Regions from separate parts of the Macaca mulatta genome. Here region 1 is linked to region 2. A link is a contact called in public Hi-C data. All regions are on one chromosome and are shown on one strand. The core of a region is the stretch at or near the end of the contact, and the rest is flanking DNA. Distances in the headings are between cores, read along the strand shown. Region 1 holds the start of GLUL (glutamate-ammonia ligase). Region 2 holds the start of CACNA1E (calcium voltage-gated channel subunit alpha1 E).

Evidence for each region. A called contact is a pair of places that touch in the nucleus more often than the background predicts.
Region 1: a Hi-C map of fetal cortex germinal zone shows a contact between it and region 2, with 7 times the contacts expected there. The contact joins the promoter of GLUL here to the promoter of CACNA1E in region 2. A contact is called at or near these places in 2 of 14 Hi-C or Micro-C datasets (fetal cortex germinal zone and fetal cortical plate).

Annotation. Positions count from the first base shown.
Region 1 is chr1:39,839,528-39,842,227 of T2T-MMU8v2.0, reverse strand. GLUL (glutamate-ammonia ligase) reads left to right here and starts at 1,435. Exons shown (of 6, transcript NM_001266013.2): 1 at 1,435-1,617. The coding sequence starts at 1,452.
Region 2 is chr1:38,899,517-38,902,216 of T2T-MMU8v2.0, reverse strand. CACNA1E (calcium voltage-gated channel subunit alpha1 E) reads right to left here and starts at 1,370. Exons shown (of 46, transcript XM_077986562.1): 1 at 299-1,370. The coding sequence starts at 564.

The sequences.
Region 1 (2,700 bases), core at 186-2,685, 940 kb before region 2:
GCAGTGGTGCAAGCTCCCGGCTTACTGCAACCTCTACCTCTAGGGTTCAGGCGATTCTCCTGTGTCAGCTTCCCGAGTAGCTGGGATTACAGGCGGGCACCACCAGGCCCGGCTAATTTTTGTATTTTTAAGAGAGACTGGGTTTCACCATGTTGGCCAGACTGGTCTCGAACTCCGTACCTCAGGTGATCCTCCCGCCTAGGTGGGTTGTAGTTTTTAGCGGGAGCTGAAGGGTTCTGGGACGGAGGTGGGAAGTAGGATTTGGCCGACTGAATCTTCTAGAGGCAATATTGGGGTGTTGGTCTTCCCCAAGGGGAAGGGTGGTGAGGCTGTCAGAGGGAGAAGCAGTTATGTTTTCAGCTGGGCAAACATGGACGGTTGCCCATAGAAACTTTGCCACTGTGCTTCAGAACGTTGCCCTAGTCGTTGGAGGAGAACAATGTGTTCCCTTTCTAGCCATGCTGGGCCACGGAGGGAGGAACGTTTCCTCTTCGGCTGTTGTGGCTTCAGAATTTCTGTTCTTTCAGAGGTTTTGTGGTAGTGGTTGGCAGTTATTAGTATGCCTCATGGCTTTTAAAATTCCAGATCTTTTTGATTTCGAAGTGGAAGTTTCCTAATTACTTGAAGTCTTCTTGTGGAATTCCATAATGTTGTGATTCTTGCTCACTATCTTAAGTGAAACTTTGCGTGAGACCTATGGAAAGTATGGCAGCATGCCCCTTAGAATCTGGTTTGAATCAGCTTTTGTTGTAGGAAACTGCTAGCCTTTAAAAAAAAAAAATATTGTAACCTTGTTTCATCCTCAAATCTAAATGTGTAGTGGGTTTTCTTTTGGTGGGGAGTGGCTGTGGGTTTCAGTTAAGACCACAGCTAGGATGAAAGGCAAAGAGAAAAACAGAAACCTTGGAAGCCAAGCCTGTTCTATGGCTGGATTTTACTTGTATTGGAAGAAGTTCTATGTTTTGTAAATTTGTGTATTGGTTTGGTTTGTTTCCTCTGATAGATTAGTATTTGGATAGTTTAGTGTTACCTCAGCTACACTGAAGGAATAGACAGTCCTCAGAAGTGTAAGTTCCAACTTGGAAGCCTGGGATCTGCAGTAGCTGTGGAACTTAAGCCTTTGAGCTCAGAGATGCAAGAGGCATTGAGTTACTACCAAGGGCCTGATCTTTTCTTTAGCAGGCATCTGTGTTAATTGCTTCAAAAGGTGGTGATCAGTTTTACAGTCTATTATAAAGGAGATTTTCGCCTACTATAAAACTAATCCCCCTGAAAGAGTGAGTAAACATAACTTTCTGTGCGTTGACTTCCACAGGGGAAGGAGTTGGCACTTATACCTTGATTCACAACTTTTGATTCAGTTGTCCCTCTGAAGCCATTTTTGTAGGAGATCAGTTTGGAGTGGGCGTTAACAATGTTATTTTTTCTCTCTCTCCAGAACACCTTCCACCATGACCACCTCAGCAAGTTCCCACTTAAATAAAGGCATCAAGCAGGTGTACATGTCCCTGCCTCAGGGTGAGAAAGTCCAGGCCATGTATATCTGGATCGATGGTACTGGAGAAGGACTGCGCTGCAAGACCCGGACCCTGGACAGTGAGCCCAAGTGTGTGGAAGGTGAGACAGCAATGTGGAGTGGAGCACACGCTGGGTGGGATCTGCAGAGGAGTGGGCCTTTGACTCAGCCTCTGGATTAGGCCTCTTTATTCTGTTTGTAAAGCTTTTCTAAGGCAGGGCTTTCCAGACTTCATTCAGTCAACATTAAGCTCCTACACTGCCTCAAAGCAGAGCAACAATGGAACCCTTTATTTAAATGGAATTGTGCATGTAGGCCAGTGTATTGAAGAAAAACTACGTCTGGTTTATGGAGAGTTGGCATGGGGCTTAGAGACTGCCGACCTGGGCATCCCCACTTACCTGACTCTAAGGCACCCTCAGAAAACCACTGCTCTAACCTGAGAATGCCATCTAGTTTACAAACTCTTAGAAAACTGTGCTTAATACTCACATCACTGGGCTTCTAGATGTGAAGCAAATGCTCTAAAATGGTTTTCAAATAGGACTGATTTTTAGTTGATGGCACTTTTGGAAATTCTTAAACTGTCTTAATTGCTTATCCCTCTAGGAGCTACAGTTAGATTATAGTTGTGACCTTCATTTTTCAGTCTAAAACAAGCCATAGTCTTCCCTCTTCCAGAAAGGGGCCAAGTATCACCTCCTACCTAATTTAGGATAGCTTTTTGAATAAGTGAATGATCATAATACAAAGCCTATATTGTGTACTTGTTATGTGGCAGATAGTTCACAGACACTGAAGATACAAAGTGAGAGTCTGGTCTCTGCCTTCAGAGAACTCAGTCAGCTAGAGAGACAAAGCAGTCTTTAAAACAGTGGGAAAGGTGGATAGGTAATAAGGGAACATCCTTGAGTAAGTCATCTTTCTAGGATTGTCTGTTCCCTCATCTATAAAATAAGGACATTACTTGCCAGAATACACTGGGGGCATGAGAAGAAGGAAGCGACACATTGCCTAATGGAAGAATCAGAATCCTTCACTATCTCAGTATTTTAAGTGACTGATAGGCTGGTAATGGTAACAGAATGCTTCAGTTTGTCTCCTGGAAGACATTTGGGAAGGGAGTGTCTGATGTATTTAAGGAAGTGGTACAGTGGTCTTACTTGGAACTCAGATAGGAAGGG
Region 2 (2,700 bases), core at 121-2,620:
GGGGAGAAGGCTGGGAATCAGACAAAGCCCAGCCCAGAAAGGGACGCACCCAGGGACACTAGAGATTTCCACATAGGAAAAATAAAAAACCAAAAGTCTTACCTTGAAAAACACTAGTGCCCAAACCGGTCTCCACAGCACCAAGCTTGCCCCTTAGATGCACTGAAGAGTGCGCTTCAGCAAAGGGGCAAATTGGCACCAGGAAGGGGGTGGGGGGATACATTCCATGCTAGGTACCCCCCTTCACCCAAAGAAATGCAAAGAGAGAGAGGGAGTTATGGTGGGCAAGAAAGGATATGGCCAATCGATGAGCTTCTTGGCATATTTCCTGACAATGTTATCTTCTCCGAAGATGAACAGGGATCTGTTGACGGTGAAACAGTTCTGCCGGACGGGAATGGGGTTGTACAAAGCCATAGTCCGCGCCCTCTGCGCTTTCGTCTGCTTGTAGGCGGCCGCCTGCCCCGAGGCCGGCACGGGGGTTCCTTGCCGGTTCCTGCTCTGGTCCGAGTCTCCATCGCCGGACCCCGGCCTGGCGACCACCGCCTCCCCGAAGCGAGCCATCCTGAAGTTTAAACAGACAGAAGACACACAAAGGTGATCGCGGCCGAACACCCGCACACAGCAACAAGCAGAAAGACACACGGAGACTCAGAGCCGCATCCAGACAGGCACCGGGACCACCACCTCTGGGGAGCTCCGCGAGCTCTTCGGAGAGGCGGCAGCAGCAGCCCGCCGCTGTGAACTGTTGAATCTAAACGCAACCTCTGCGAAGCTCCATTCCTCAAGAAGGAAAAAAAAAAAAAAAAAACGGGGGGTAGGGCTTGGGGGTGCTCAGTTCCTGGAGGAAAATATTTTTTTCAAAATGCCAGTGTGTGGTGGTGTTCAGGGACCAGAGAGGAGAGGGGTGGAGTAGGCTGCTCTTCAAACATAGCTCCTCTTCTGGCAGACGCACCACCTAGTTCAGGGAGAGAGGCAGGCACCGGCCCGCTAGGTAACAGTTTGGTGATTTATTGGTTGGGGGAAGGGGTGGGAAGGAGGGGAAATTGAAAACAAAAGAACTTTTTTGAAAAAAATAAAGATGAGGACGGGGTTACGGTGACATGCTTTATAACGCCAGTCCCCACGAGTCCATCTAAGAAATTCCACCGCGAAGACTTGGGTCTTTATATCTGCCAGCAGAGACGCATCCAAAGGTTGGAGAAAGAGGGAGGGAGGTGGGGAGAGCGATACTGAGGTTCCTGCGTAAACCGCAATGCCCAAAATCTCAAAATAAGAAGTCGATCCAAGCGAAGAGGGACAAATGACTTCAAAGCTCCTGCGCTTGGGCTAGAAGTTGAGCAGCATCCAGAGAGCAGCGAAGCCTGAGTGCCAGCATCCGCCCGGAGCGCTCGCCACCGCCGCCTCCCCGGATCAGCATGCAACAGCGATCCGCGGCTGCGCCGCCGAGAGGGCGGGAGCGCGAGCGGGCGGGCGGCGAGCACCGGCGGGCGAGGAACAGGTTGCAGCCGAGCCTCGCGGCGGCCTGGCACCACACTTGTCCACAGACCGAACTTCCTCACTAACGGCTGGGTCTTCCTCTTCCACCCAGGCAGCGCCCTCGGCGGAGCACTAGAGAAGATGCGGAAGGAGAGGGGGGAGGCGAGGCAGGGGAGAGCGAGCGGAGCGCAGAGGCGCAGCGAGGCGCGCGCGAGCGCCGGGAGAAGCGGGGGAGGAGCTGGTGAGGCGGGAGGGGCGGGGACGCAGCCGGAAGGCTGGAGGTTCCTGGGAGGTGAGGCTGGCTTGCCTTCTTGATTTATGTGGCCAAAAGGTAGCAGCCACCTCTGCAAAGGTCCAGTGAAGAGTCCCCTTTCCCCCAAGTAATGCCGAGAAGAGAGAGGCAGGCGCAGCAGGCGACGCGGCGGAGTCTCCGCAAGAGAGCCAGGGCCTGGCGTGAGGCGCACACGCACGCGCGCCTTGGGTCCCTGCAGAGAGGTGTCCCCAGTGCTGTGCCCTGTTCGGTGCCTGGCGCGTTGCCACAGGCCCGCCGCCGCCCTAGTGAGGAGTCGGGGCCTTTGCGCGCCTAGCGCCATGGCAGCGTCGCCGCTCCTCCGCACCTCCCATGCTCCACGAACACTGCCAAGGATTTCCAAGGATTGGGCAACACCCTCTCCCCATCTCCCCACTTAGCATCTGGGAGGCCCCGTGGGGAAGGCTAGGACCTCTGGGGGTTCCACACTCTGCTGTTGGTGCTGGCTCCTAGCGGGAGCTTCTGCCCTCACGGGGCGGCCTCCTGGTTCCGCTGTAGGAGAGCCCTGCCCCACCTCTCCTGGAAGGGCCCTCCAGGGTGAGTTATGGGCTAAAACTACCCTTCTCAAAATGCGAATAATCAAAAGGATCCTCCAGCCCCCTATCCTTTACTCCCAAATAAGCTCCACGGCCTTTCTCAAACCCACCCCATTAATGTAGGGAAAAAAAATAGAATTGGTATCTGAGCTGCAGAAGTGGGAAAGGTGGACTCCAAGCCCTAGGGAAAGAGCTCCTGTTTAGCCGCCAAGCCCTTCCCCACAGGTGACTGGCGGTTTGAACTGAGGACAGGGACCAGCCGTCCCCTCCCATGTCCACACTAGCTGGGGCACACCGTCCTCTGCGTTTTCCTGCCTTGGCTCAACACATAGTCCTCTCCACATACTCCCAACCTGAACAATGGAAGGAAAGAAG